Linked DNA regions of Mus musculus: region 2 is linked to region 1. Evidence: chromatin contacts called from public HiChIP or PLAC-seq data. All regions are on one chromosome and are shown on one strand. The core of a region is the stretch at or near the end of the contact, and the rest is flanking DNA. Distances in the headings are between cores, read along the strand shown.

Region 1 (7,604 bases), core at 3,354-5,853:
TGCTGAAGCCAGCACCAGTGGCCAGGACAGAGCTGCCAGTACCGGCTGGCCTTGCAATGACAGTGGCCTTTACATACCCCACGTGAGCTCTGCAGACATGGGGAGTGTGTGGCCAAAAGCAAATGTTTTGGGCAGGGTCTGGGAGCAGCAGCCTGGTGGATCTAACACATGGTCCGGAGGAGGGTGGTAAGGTGATCTGACAGCTCAGCCACAGGGAAGGCTTGGTCCATCTTCTAGGTGAGGCCCAAGCAGCTGCCCAGGATTCTGCAGCTGGCTACAGCAGCTTAGTAGCACCAGCACATGAGATAGCAGGCAGTTCTCCACTGTGGTGTCACTCTCTTCCTAAGGGGTAAAGATTTATCTCTGCAGAGGATCTGACTTGACCCTTGCATGCTGGAGCCTTCTCAGGGCTGGGTATCACCCTACCCTTACAGAACGAAGTCACACCCTAAGCCACAAAGAAGGAAAGCAGTCGGGCCACTAAGGCCAAGCCCCTCCAGAGGAGGTGCTGCCTCAGACTTCATTACTTCTTGAGGACAGAGCTTCTTGAGGACTCACCCATCAGTGCAATTTAGACTCCCTCCTTGGTGGGCAGCTGTCACTTGGGTGTCCTACTGCCACCTGGGATTCTGAGGTGGTCACGGCCCTTTCTAGTGAGCCCAGCCTGTGATGGAAAGGTGTTATCCCCGCTGGGGATTAGTAAGCTCTGAAGATGCCTGATAGCAAAGGGGGGTCCTTGAGGGGCCCGGGTGGCACCACTCACCGAAGTCGTTGGCACTAGCTTAGCTCATCAGCAGATAGGCTTGAGGGTGTCCTGGGACAAAGGACGAACAACGCAATGGCACAGACACCTCACACTTCCACTGAGGCTGCCAAGAGGACCTGTACCAACCACCTGTAAGGCTCTGCACCCTGTACCCGCATTCCAATGGCCTGACACCCAGGGCTCTGACCTCAAGTGCCAGGGTGGCAGCACATTTGCAAGTCCATGGTGGCACTGCATAGCACAGCCTAGGGACTGCAGATGCACCCCATGAGCCCATACTCAGTGCAGTTTGCTGAGAACCTTCCAGAACCTGAGGCACAGGAACTTCCGCCTGCGGCAGCTTTCTTTCCTTTCTTTCTTTTCTTTTCTTTTCTTTTCTTTTCTTTTCTTTTCTTTTCTTTTCTTTTCTTTCTTTCTTTCTTTCTTTCTTTCTTTCTTTCTTTTTTTCTTTCTTTCTCTCTCTCTCTCTCTCTTTCTTTCTTTCTTTCTTTTCTTTCCTTCCTTCCTTCCTTCCTTCCTTCCTTCCTTCCTTCCTTCCTTCCTTCCTTCCTTTCTTTCTTTTGGTTTTTTGAGACAGGGTTTCTCTGTGTAGCCCTGGCTGTCCTGGAACTCACTCTGTAGACCAGGCTGGCCTTGAACTCAGAAATTCGCCTGCCTCTGCCTCCCAAGTGCTGGGATTAAAGGTGTGCACCACCACGCCTGGCAGCAGCTTCCTTTTCACACCATCCCTGAATGCCAGCATACCAATAGGACACCCAGGTGACAATAAGACAGTCCTACCAAGGCATCCATACCATCAAGCACCTCTGGGAAGGCCAGGAATACTCCCCAGCCACTGACCTGGACATGTCCACCTGCTGAGTCTGCCTCAGAATGGGGCTTGGGGACAATGCAAGGGAAGGCTCCCCTCGGGCTCCTTCCCCGAGGCTGCAATGGAGTCTTAAGCATGGTCTATAGTCTGTCACAGACTTATAGAAATAGCCTAGGCTGAGCATAAGCTGAGACAGCTGTCACACATGACTAGCTGGAGTTACCATCAGTGTTCCTACTTGCCACTGTCTTAGGGTGATCAACACAGCAAGTGACGGCAGAGCTGGTGCTATCCACGGCGTACAGAACAGCTGCAGCTGGGAGAGTGCACAGCACAGAACTGCATCCAGCTTAAACATGGCACAGGCGTTAGCAGTGCAGAACCAAATCCCCGGTTGGTTACCAGGAGCCTGCCTGATTGCCTCGAGAGGCCCTGGTCAGAGGTCACAGGGGTGTGGCATTGTCCACAAAGGTTGCAATTACCACCCCTCCTGTGTGCTGGGGTCTCGAGCAGGGAAGCAGGGATGGGGCCAGGAATACTTCCTGCGTGCAAGACCCCAAAGCCACCTGCAGGTCCCCAGTCCTCTAAAAGCTGATGTCTTGTTGCCTCGTGCCAACTCTGGGGGAGGGGCTTCCACACTCACACTGAAACACAGGACACAGCAGTGCCGTCGGGAATGCAGGGAAGGCTGCTCTCCTCTGCTGGGTCATGAAAGAGAGGGACATTTGCCCGTAGAGCCTGAGAACCTCACTTCTGCTTCCTGTCCCTCTCCGTCATCACCAGGAAGTAGCCAGAAAGAAGTGACACTATACCTGCCGCTGCCAACCCTACTACTCTCAGCTCCACTCTGAGAAGCCTCTGTAACTACCCAGGAGAAAGTGGGCACAGGCATGCAGAGCTGTGCTGCTCTCCTGACCACCCAACAGGGTGGCCCATCAAGTAGCCTAGCATAGTGCCCAAGGGGCTTGTAGCTGCCCCTTGGCTAGCAGTCCGGTCTTTCTTGCCCAGCAGAACTCACAGGCAAAGAAGAGTTAGAATCTGCAGTGTGCACATTAAGCACAGACTGGCCCAGAGGAATGAGCTGCCACGTGCTTCCCAACCTGGAGCCAAGCTTGGACAGCCCACCTGGACCAGCTTGCAATTCTGCATACAGAGGTTAGGGAGTCCATGGCGCCCACCTCCCTACACAGGCTACCTTGTCTTACTTTGTGAACAGATGGCATCCTGCAGCCATCACTCTGCGTCCTGCTGCAGCCATGGAGTCACTCTGCAGCCTAAGGTAATGTAGAATACCTCCTCGAGCTGTGTGGCGGTCCAGAGCTTAGTGTGGCTGCACATGGCACAGACACCTTTAATGTGCTTCTGTGTAAGAGACCCCACCTGTGTTGACAGCAGCACCTGCTTCCTTGGGTGGCCCTCACTCCTAGGTACTGGTACTCCTCAAAGTATGTGACCTACTCCTGCCTGTCTGTGTCACTATCCACTTCCCTACACAGATCCTGATGGAGACCAATTGTCCATCTCAGATCCTTCTACGTCACTGACTATCAGGAGCCTAGCCAGGTCAATGAGATCCTCAGAGACACGAAGGTGACATGTCGTTCAAGGCTACCCAAGTCACAGAAGTGCTTGTCTAATGAAGTTGAAACACTGGAGTGTGGCTGGCAAACACGGGACAAAGGCCCCATACTTCCCTTGTGGTGCTGGACCAGGGCTCTGTGCCTAGCTAAACCTTGCCCCAATGCCCCTGGGCCCAGGGTCATCCCCATTAACAGACTGTGCCTGTATACCATGCATTTCTAGAGATTGAAGACTGCTGGGAGGTGTCTCATTTGTAGTAGGGTGCATACATGCTTATTCCAGCTCTGCTGAGAGTTGCAAGCCCTTGACTTCCTGGCTCCTTTAGGGCTGTGTCAGGCACAAAGGTTCTGCCTCAATTGCGACCCTGTCCCTGGGGCTCCCACACTTTGAATCTGTTCCCTCTGCCTCACTCAGAGTCAGGCTGGGTGCACAGCAGTGAGGCCACCTGGGTTCCCAGGATCTTCTGTGAGCTCTGAGCTCTGGTTGGAGGCTGTGTTCTTTTGACAGGCTTGGTTACACCAGAACCCGCTCATGCGAAACAGTGAGCTGGGGGAGGCAATAGCTGGAGAGGAGATGATTAAAACACAGCTCAATAAAACCACCAAACCGGATAGCATGTTACTGCAGGGACTCTCCTGCTCTCACCAGTGTGGCAGGGACAACTCTCAGTCATGGCATAGGAACCAGGGCGGAACACAGCCTGTTGCTGGAGCGGCTAGAATTTGGTAAGGGTAGGGCATGTCCTAGAGGGGACAACAACATTGTCCCCAGCTCACCAACATGGTCACCCATGGCTGGACATATTCAGATATGACTGCCCCTACACCCAGGTCTGCACCACATCCCTTCTATGTAGACGTGACCAGGCCTGGGGTCTAGGAGCCAGGGTAGGGGCACACTACAGGCTGCAGGAGGGGTGCTGATCAACCCTGCTGACCTGATGAAGACTGGGCCACAGTGGGTCCTCTGGATGCCTGGCTCAGGCCTGGTTTGTCAGTTCTTAAAAGTGGACCTTGCTAAACCACAGTACCATACCAGCTGGCTGTGGCTATGCACACCCTTTTTCAATGCTACCATAGCTTTCCATGTCAGAAATACCTTTTAAAAAGGCTGACCTCAAACTTGGGGCAATCTTCCTGTCTCGGCGTCCTGAGTGTTAGGGTGACAGAAGTGCACCAGTCCCATAGCAGAGGAAGGCAAGCTCAATGATTGAAGGGACATTTTTGAAGAGCCATCTGTTTGAGGGAGACACTCTGGCCCACTAAGGGTTACAGCACAGAACTCTAGCTGCGGCTTGGCCCATTTCTGCTACGATTGCCAGCGCTGCAACGGCAGCCAGTTCATTAGGGAGCCAGAGGGACTGTGCACAGGATGATTAGGCGCCAGCTCACAGTGCTGCCTGGTGGGGCCTGTGCCCCTCAGCAGTCTCTGGTGTCATGATGCCCCTTGTGTGGCACTGTACCCATGACAACACCCACCTCACCCCTCTTGGCACAGAGGCCACTTGTCCTGAGTGGCAGGGAGCTGGCAGCACTAGACTGTCTTCTCCCCTGACGGTGCTCTTTGTCTGGGTCCTGTCAGTCCCTGCTTTGTGCAAACCTCAGTGTGACCATCATGGCCTTCTGGGGCAGCCCACAACTTCCCAGCACCCCTTACCATGGGAACCCCTGGAGCCCCAGTTTACTCATAGGGAAATTGGGACAAGATTGTAATGCACAGGCTACATAATGTGGGGTGTCCATGATGTACTCTTCACTTAACCTACTGGGGAGTCAGTGGCAGGGGGCAGGGGGTTATCAGCATGTACCTCCTCCACCAAAGACCTTACATGATACTTAAGAACACTGTTGCCACCAGGGCTGTTGGGGCTTCTGACATGGGGTACAAGGCTAGGATACCCCACAGAGAACGCCAAGACCATGTATTGTGCTGGGGAACTCATGCTAGGCTACCTTTCTAGATCTTCCCTCTACCTAACAGTGGCCAGCTGTACCACAAGAAGGCTGTGTCAGCCTTACACAGGACCCTCTGTGCTCCCACTGGCCTTCTGGGACTCATAGCGCAGAAGTCATGAGACAGGGATGGAGGAGGAACACACTTCACAATAGCCATCATGTGCATACAGCCCTGCCACAGCATAGATCAGGGGCCAGTGGAGCAAATGACCAGCTGGTGGCACGACCTCAGACCCTGTGACTGCAGTTTCAGGCCAGCCTTATGCCTCTCAGCCTGCAACTAACTGTCACCCACAGCAGGAAACAAGGCTGCCAGTTCTTACCTGGTCATTAATCTGTGCTGAGGGCCTGCTGCTACCAGTCTACCACAAGGGCATGACGATATGCAAAGAGGAGGCTACCTCCAGACTTTCCCTCCAACTCCAGTGTCGTATTTCTGGGAAGACTGGCATCTGGCCACAGAAATGGCAAGGGGACAGAGAAGCTGCTGAACGTGCAGCTAGAGCCAGGCTCTCAATCACACCCTGGTCTCACCACAGCTCAGCCTGGTGGGGTCGTGATGAGACCCTTCCCTGCAGTGTGGACCAGGGCTGAGCTTCCCACACTGTGTGTGTGGCCTGTGACTTGCAAAGGCTGATGCAGCAGCCAGTGACAGGCAGGGCTGTACAGGAGGCGCCCCCTCGCTAAGAGAACCCCTTTGATCTAGTTAGTGACCTGTGGAGAATTGCTCCAGCCTGTGAAAAGCAGGCTGGTGGGCAGGCAGGCAGACTGTGCCTCGAGCCTGCCCATGTTATCACACCTGGAAAACTCTTAAGAAGGAAGGGCTGACCTGGTGCATTCCCAGAAGCTCACACCACATCTGCACATAGGTCTACTGAACAGGCCAGGAACCTGGAGGGTATGCTGGACATGGCACCTGCTGGGTACCATTGGCAAAGTTGCTTGGCCTCTCTGTTCCTGTCTGTCAGCCCAGAGTTACCATTCCATGGAGGGTGCTGACTTCACAGAGCAAGGAATGAACCATGTCTACGGGGATCATGTGGGAATGCCTGACTGCCTGAGACTTAAGAGAGTGTTCACCCTAGCTAGCCCCAAGCTCATTCACGGCCCTTGCTATACATGTGGGATGGAAAGTGACACAGCTGGGTGGCTGAATTTTCTGGATTTCTCATCTCTGATTCTTTTGCTTCTGAGATAGGATCATGCCCTGTAGCCTAGGCTGTGACCAACCTTGCAGCAATCCTGCCTTAGCTTCTTGGATGCTGAGATTCCATGTGTGCACCACGCACAGCTCAGGAAACTCTGGAAGGACAAATGTTGTCAAGAGAGGAGAAGAGCCCATGAGGGGCCCAAGCCCGACACAGGTCTGTGGGGCTTTGTTTTGTTTTGTTTTGAGGTAACCCAGGCTGCCCTCAAACTCAAGGATGCCTGTAACCAAAGATGGTTCTGAACTCCTGATCCTCCTGCCATTTGGTTAGCCTTAACTCTCATCTCAAAACTGAACCAACAAGACCGTTGGCAACAACGGATGCTGCACATGGACAAGACACTCACATGAGCAAGGCCACTCTCAACTGCCCTACTGTGATCACAGAAGGAAAAGCCAGAAGAGGGGGTGAGAGAAGCTAGCATGAGCATCTCAGGTGTCCTTATCTCTCTACACAACCAAATTAGAAAAGGACACTCCCTTCCCAATCAAAAGTGGGACCTGAGGCTCACGGCCCATAATCTGCTCTTTAACTGCGGTCACTTCTCCCTGCCAGTAAAGACAGAACAAATCCCAAGAGAGAACTCTTTTAATGGCTGTGTAATATTCCCTTAGCACATGTTACTTTACTGGGGAGGTCTGTGAGACTATACTGCACCTGTCCCAAAAAGATAGTGGCCAAGGTCAAAGGTCAAAACAGACATGGCTCATAAGACAGCCTTCTGCAAAGGGTCCATGAGTTACTGCAGTTGACCTGAGGATTCTGGGGTCTGTGCCCTGGGGTGACCTAGATGCCCCAGTACCACATCTCTCCCCTGAGCTGAGCCTCCCACAAAGTCTATGCTCACATGTGAACAATCTAGAAAAATTCCTGTACCCTATAGCATCTTGCCTCCCTAGAGATTCTGGTGACTTCAGTATGGGCTGTTTCCTGGCCCAGAGGTCAGCCTGTAGCTCCAGTGCATTTGAGTTCTGCCTCCCACTGCCAGGGCCAGAGGTATGCTGGCTCAGCTGGATGCCTGGTCTCTTATGAAGGAGGCGGTGTAGGCGTGGGGATGCATGCACACAGTGCTGGCTAGGGCTAATGTTCTCACCTCCACAGCCAGCAAGTACCTTCCTGGGAGACTCAAGGAGTGCCAGGCTGCAGAGAGGACCTAGCTTGGCACTGTGTGACTCTATGCTGGTGGCTCCTCTGTTCCTTAGGGACATGCAGGTGGAACTCCAGTGCCTACCATTTACTGTGGGCTCCTCTGCACCCTCTTCAGCCATTAAAAATGCAAAATA
Region 2 (7,253 bases), core at 1,725-4,224, 160 kb before region 1:
AGGAAGGGGCATGGGTTTATGAAATGCAGTCTTAGACATCTCCTAGAGGTAAGAAGTGGTATCAAAATCTCACTCTATGAGGCAACTGGGCATCTCTACTGGTAAGAGAAGGAAGGCATTGCACCCCCAGTCTGTGAGATATCTGAGTGTCTTTTGAGGCCTTTGACAGCTCTCTCTGGGTGATATGGCTTGAATGATCTTCCAACATGACTTCCACTGACTCAGGAGTGTCGACCTGAGATAGGCTAGAGAGGATGTCGGAGAGCCCCGTGTTGTGACACTTTCATTTAGACCCATATGCCAACCCCAATTCAATGCTGCAAGGATTGACCCCTCAGCCTTCACAATGCCACCAGGGAGCCTCCCAGGGCCACGTGGGAGGTTTGCTGCTGTAGCTGCACCACTGGCCTGTGGTGATTCGGGAAGCTCTCCCTCTCTGAGCCTATTCCTACCACTGTAAAGGAGGGAGACAAACTAGTCAGGAATATGGAGGAACCTGGAAGAGGATGTGATTTATTTGTAGTTTGGAGATAGGGTCTCTTGTAGCCTAGGCTGGCCTCAAACGCACTGTATAGCCAGGAATGGTCTTGAATTCCAGTTCTGCCCACCGAGTCTCAGTCCCTTGTTTCATTGGCAAAACACAGACCTTGGGGTGGGAAGGAGAGGCTGCTCTCTCAGAAGCGAATGCGAATCCTGATTTTCTGTGGACGGTTGACCACGCTGGATCACCATGGACCTGCAGTCTGCTCCAGCTCTAAAATCAATGTAGACCTGGCCCCATCTCGTCTTTCAGCCACTCAAGGTGATGACCACTGAACAAGCCCACAAATCTGAGGGGCCACAAAGCTGGTAGAGGTGGCTCCCCCCCTCCCTTGGTGTCCCCATCTCTGGAGATTGGACTCTTTGAGAGTGACATAGTCTGCCAGGGTCCAGAAACTCTTGAAATCTGCAGTTACTCAAAGGCAGCCTTTGTCCTGTGCCGGCCGTCCAGCTGGAATCCCCCAATCACCACCCCCAGACCCGCTGCTGGGCTATCATCTCGGCAGGAATGCTGGGGAGGCACAGACAAGAATGACCCATGATTGTGGAAGAGGCCTCCGGTCTAATTTCCCAGAATGGGTTTTGAGCGCTTAATGCGGCCCCTGCTGGGCATGAGAGGCTGTGCCTGGCAGGGCTTTAGGCTCCAACATTCAAGGCACAAGAAATGCCAGAGCCCCCACAAGCTCTGGTTCTGGGGAAGAAGGTGAGGGAGAGCCCTGCCCTCAGTGTCCCTGGGTGACATTCGGGATACCTCAAAGTTTACAGGTGGCAGAACTGAGGCTTAGATGGATCAGGGGTCACACCCAAGGTCAGTGCTCCGTCCCCAGGCATGGTCCTATTGGTACTAAAGACTCAGTCTGGGCTCAGCAGCATTGAGATGCTTTAGAGTTTGAGGTTCAGGTCAAGTTCAAAGCCAAGGCTGTGGCCCAGTCTAGAATGGAGTTTAATTTAGAATGATTTCAAAATGGCATCAGGGTGGTGTTGTTTTTTTTTTTTTTTTAGTGAATAACAGATATTCTCAATGATTCAAAGATTGCCTGGCTTTGGTGATACACACCTTTAATCCCAGCACTTGGGAGGCAGAGGAAGGTGGATCTCTGTGAGTTTGAGGCCAGCCTGGTCTACAGAGTGAGTTCCAGGACAGCCACGGCTACATAATGAGACCCCCCGTCTCAAAAACAATAATAATAATAATAATAAAAAACAAACCCAAATCCAAACAAAAAACAGAACAAACAACAAAGATGACTGTGTTATAAGTGAGGGGATGCTTATTTCCTCTTCCTGATTCCAAGTCCCAGTCCAAACAGGTGGAAGGAGACTGTTGGGAGTCCACAGATGCTCCTCCAGGACCAAGCCAAGTTGCCAATGCAGCTCACAGGACTCTGCTCTCCCAGCCCTATCCACCCTGTTCTAGCCTCTCTCTCTCTCTCACACCCTCTGTCAGGTTCAGCTACAAGGATCTCCTCTATGCTCCAATATGCTACCTCCATCCTACCCCATGATCTGTGTGTGCCTGTGTCCCCTGCCCCGGGGCCTTTGTATGGCTGTGCCTCTTCCTGCACTTCTCTTTGGCTGACCAATCCCAGCGTTGAACTCCCTATTCAGCCATCATCTACCCACCCACCCACTCTCCTCCCCTCCCCTGGCATTAAAAGCCTCCCACTGCTTCCTGACATCTTCCTGGCATGTTGGAGCATAGAAGAGACATCTTATTATTTGGTTCCAATCGCTTGCTGGCTGAAATTCCCTTGTTTAGTTATTCAAGTGTATGTTGGGCACAGGGTCTAAAATAGTGCTTAGCACACAGTAGGTGCCTAATGTATGCCTATTGCTGGTTGGATGAGTCTCACCTCTGGAGCACTTTGAGTTAATATTTCAAAATAAACCCGTTGTTACCGATGGGTTAATTGCCTCCATTTGTGGGTATTGAGGTCTACAAACTTCTACAAGTTAAATACTCTCAAGCCAGCCAGCAACTGAAGGTTTACTTTCCGTGTGTGCCCATGCCCCGGGACCCTCCTCCTCTGGGATTTAATGACTTTGGTTTTCTGTGTGGGCCCTGTCCCTTCCCCCAGCCCTGTGACAGGACAAGGGGCTCATCTCCCACGTACTATCCAAGCCCAACCCAGAATCCTACAAAAAAAAGAACCTTTGTCTACTAAGCAACAAGGCACAGAGACCGCAGGCAACTTCTGAAGGTCACACAGAGCCCCATTGGGCTTCTCTTCCCACGCTCCTGGCACCACAGGGCCAGGCGAATCTCCTTGGCTCGGGTTAACGAGCATCTGCCAGTTGGGGATGCGCAAAAGCCCAATAAATTTGTTTTTCTGGATATCTCAATGCAGCCATCGGCCTGCGTGCCCGGCCCAGTGCAGCCTGCTGTTCCTCTTTGTCCATATCTCAACTTGGCAGGCGAAATCCCTCGCCCAGCAACGCGCCTTCAGCAGCCTTTTTTTCCCCTCTGTATTTATTTATTCTCTACCTCGCTCTTCCCAGCAGCTAGAGGAGGAAGCGATTAGATGAAGGCTCAATAGAACAAGAAAAGACGAACCCTTTTGGGCAGTAAGGGATTTTTTTTTTCTTTTCCCTTAAAGAATGCGGACTGTGGAAGGTGGAATTCGGAGGTTTGAATAGAAGCTCCATCCAATGGCTCAGATCACTAAGAATCTTCCAGTGCCCTGCAACCCCCACCCACTCCACCCAAGGAAGGCTTCCCAGACTCCAGGGCCTCCTCGGCTCTGGCGCTCAGTGACCTGGGAATTGTGGGGACCCCAGGAACTCCACTTCATCTGTGCATGTGGAGGGCCCAGGAGGAGGATTGTGCTTTGGGGCCACAAGGTTATGCTGAGGTGTCTTTGGGCCTAGGTTTTCTGTAGCTGAAAGATGAGCAAAATGGGCTTCAGTTGCCAAGGGTTACTCGAGTATTTCAGAAATTGCTGCTTACAGGACTTTCACTGAGTATAGGGGAAATCAGTCCTCATGGGTTCTCTGTGGAGTGTCCTGGGCTTTAGACTGTCCTGGGAGGTAACCCTAAACCAGTCAGCCCCATGCTGGGACTCTGCCAACAGAAAGGGCCCATTTCACCTCAGTAGGCTGGATATTACAGTTCTGTGACATAGTTTTGTTGAATGAAAGCTTGTCAACGTTTTTAAAATCTGGATCACTTCTGTCAACGACTCCCATTTACTCTCCACTCTTGGAGACCACTTAGACATTTTAAACCATGGTGGTACTCAGAGCAGCACACACAGGAACAAGGAGATTTGGGGAGAGTTACTTAGGATTGCACCGAATTTACTCTAAAGACAGAATGTCAGCCAAGAAAGAACCAAACTCCATTCATACATTTGATACCTATCCATCCACCCATTCATTCACCTACTAACCAATTCAACCACCCATCCACTCATCCACCTAACTATCCAACCACCTACCAATCCAGCCATTCCACTATTCAACCACCCACCTACCCACCCATTCATTCAAACACTCACACACTATTCAATCCATCACTATCCATCTGTGCACTCATTTTTCCATGTACCCATCCATCCATTCATTTCTACACCCCTCCACCTACCCATCCACCTACCCTATATCCATTCATCCTTTCACTTCTATCTAGCTACCAATCCACCCTTCTAGCCTTTCATCTATCCATCCATCCGGCTGTCCATTCACCCATACTTCTATACATACATTTACTTATGAACCCATCCATCTATGCACCCACCCTTCAACCTACCCATCACCTACCCTATCATTCCATACATCCATACCTCTACCCATCCAACCTTCCATATGCTTTTTCTTACTTCTATCCATGTACACATTCATCCACCTACACATCCATGTACCCATCTATCTGCCCATTCACCCTTCCATTCACTCACCCACCAATCCACCAATCCATCCATCCTACTTCCATACATCTATCCATCTACACATCTATTCCACCCATCCATCATCCCAACCATTATCCAACTATCTATTCATCCATATCACCCATTTACCCTTGCATCAACCCACCCATCCATCCACCTATTCATCCATTCATTTATCCACCCATCTATCCACTCATTCATCTAACCACCCATACAGTCATTTATCTATCCATGCACCCATTCATTGACTCTACCACCCACCCATTTATCCATCCATCAATCCATCTATCCATCCATCCATCCATCCACCCATATACATTCATCAATTCATCCATACATCCATCCAACCATCCACCCACACATATATTCATTCACTCATCTATTCATGCATCTGTCCATCCATTCATCTATCCATCCGCTCATCTAGCCTCCCAATGAGTCATCCATCCACCCATTCTTCCATCCATTTATTCACTCATTTACCACACACTCATTCATCTACCCACCCACCCATGCACCTACACATCTATTCATCCATTTACCCATCTATCCACCACTCACCCAACATCTCTCCCATTCATTCAACTGTCCATTTACTACCCATTCATTCACCCATCCATCTATCTATCTATCCATCCACTTTTGCATGAACCCACACAACCATCCATCCATCCACTCAACCACCCACCCACCCATATATTACATATATACACACACATACAAATATACCCTTCTATCCACCCATCCACACTCATCCAACCACCCATTCCACTATCCATCCACCCACTCATCAAACAAACCAACTACTGAACTTCCCATACTTCTATACATTCACTCACCCACCCATGTAAACATCCATTTATCCAAATACTCACCCACTCATCTAACCATCCATCTACCATTCATTCATTCATTCATTCACCATCTACCATCCATTTATCCATCCATCCATCCATCCACCCTTGCATCAACCCACTCATACTTTCATCCACTAGTCTACGTATCCATCCAGCCATAAATCTACTTATCTACCCATCCATTCACCCTTCCATTCACTCTTATCCACCCATTTATTCACTCATCTATCCACTCATCCATCCACCCACATACTCATCTAACCACCCACATACTCCTTTATTCATCCATGTACCCAAGCACTCACTCATTCACCAACCCATTTACCCATCCACACACCCATCTACACTTCTGTTTATCCACCCACCCATCACACACATATATTCATCCATCCATTTCCCCATTCATTCTTTTATCGACTCATCCATCCACCTATTCATCCATCTATCCATCCATGCTCCATATACCCATCCATCTAACTGTCCATCTACCCACCTACCCATTTATTCATCTGGCAATCTATCCATCCATCCACACACAAATTCACTCACCCATCCACAAATCCACCCATTATATATCCATCAATACATACACACATCCATTAACACTATATCCAGCTCCCATCTACATGTATCCATTCATTCTTCCATTCACCCACCTATCTCTCCACCCACCCAGACACACACTTACTCATCCAACCACTCATCTACCCACCCATCCATCCATCCATCCATCCATCCATCCATTCATGTACCTATACATCTTTTCATAAATCCACCCATTTCTCCACTTATTCTTCCATTGACTCACTCGTCCATCAATCCATCCATGTGACCATCTACCCATCCATCTTTCCATCCACCCATCTTCCCATTCCATCATTCATTCTTCCATTGACTCATGCATCAATCCATCCATGCAACTATCCACTCACACATCTATCCATCCATCCACCCATCCATTATTCCATCCATCTAACCGTGTGCCTATCTATCTATTCATCTACTCATGTTTCTATCCATATATAAATACTTACATCTACCCACTATCCTTTAATTCACCCATCGAGCTGCACATTGAGCCACCCATCCACCAATCCATCCACATGTGTTTCCATCCATCAAACTACACAACAATCCACTCATGCATTCACTCTCCATCTAACACCACCTACCCAGCCAACAATCCACCAATCTATTAAATCACCTATCCACCTATTCTTCCATCCATATATCTACACATCCATGCATCCATACACTCATGCATATACCATCCATCTACACATTGACCCTTCATCCACCCATTCACTCATCCACCTATCCACCCATTCATCCATTCATGCACCCACACACCCTTCCATCCACCCATCCACACACTTATCTAGTCCCTATTCATCAAACAAGCTACCCACTGAGCCTCACACCAAGACAACCACTTCTCCATATATCCACTCACCCACCCATCTAAACATCCACTTATATAACCACTTATCCATTCAACCACCTATTTATTTATCCACCAATCACCCAACCATTCATTTAACCACTGAACTACCCATTCTTCCATTCACCCACCCACCCATCCATCTCTCCATTCATCCACCCTTGCATCAATCCACCCATCCATCCATCAATCCATGAAGTATAATTTTCTGGTTTCTTTGGAGACTCTGTTGTGTCATGTGATAGTTTCTGGAAACTCTCTTATGAGAGGATGTTTTTGCTGAAGCAGACATGTGGGAGGATGTTTTGCTGAGAACAGACACATGGTGCTTTTCTGGAAGCAGCCTGGAAAAATAGTATGTGATGTTTCACTAGAGTGGACACTTGAGAGAACACATGATGTTTGGAAAGGATATAAATATATATAACCCAATATACAGTAAACAACACTGTATGGTATTGGTTCTCCTTGCCACTCTTGGACTTGAGCTGATTGGCAATTGGAGTTTTGTTTTGTTTTGTTTTGTTT

What was found. HiChIP or PLAC-seq counts read pairs in DNA pulled down with a chosen protein or histone mark.
Region 2: a contact with region 1 is called in an H3K27ac HiChIP or PLAC-seq map of oligodendrocyte precursor cells, with 18 times the contacts expected there. The contact joins two enhancer-like sites. A contact is called at or near these places in 1 of 15 datasets of contacts at CTCF or cohesin (the NIH/3T3 cell line), 16 of 484 Hi-C or Micro-C datasets (B cells, CD4 T cells, bone marrow-derived macrophages and 8 more), 7 of 115 datasets of contacts at active chromatin or transcription factors (the HPC-7 cell line, SST interneurons, a beta-TC-6 cell line and 4 more) and 3 of 9 other capture datasets (adipose tissue, liver and pancreatic islet).

The regions. Positions count from the first base shown.
Region 1 is chr17:56,377,445-56,385,048 of GRCm38.p6, reverse strand. The region is part of intron 8 of Kdm4b (lysine (K)-specific demethylase 4B); the gene reads right to left. Gm32715 (a long non-coding RNA gene) reads left to right here. Exons shown (of 3, transcript XR_003952227.1): 3 at 2,589-7,604. Among named protein-coding and RNA genes, the nearest start is that of Gm32715, 7.4 kb to the left of the region's middle. Within about 2 kb of position 4,603, at least 44 of the 459 cell types and tissues checked have an H3K27ac peak or open chromatin away from gene starts, as enhancers often do. A contact at or near this core is called in oligodendrocyte precursor cells, where this site is marked.
Region 2 is chr17:56,531,967-56,539,219 of GRCm38.p6, reverse strand. No RefSeq gene overlaps it. Among named protein-coding and RNA genes, the nearest start is that of Tincr, 19 kb to the left of the region's middle. Within about 2 kb of position 2,974, at least 24 of the 459 cell types and tissues checked have an H3K27ac peak or open chromatin away from gene starts, as enhancers often do. A contact at or near this core is called in oligodendrocyte precursor cells, where this site is marked.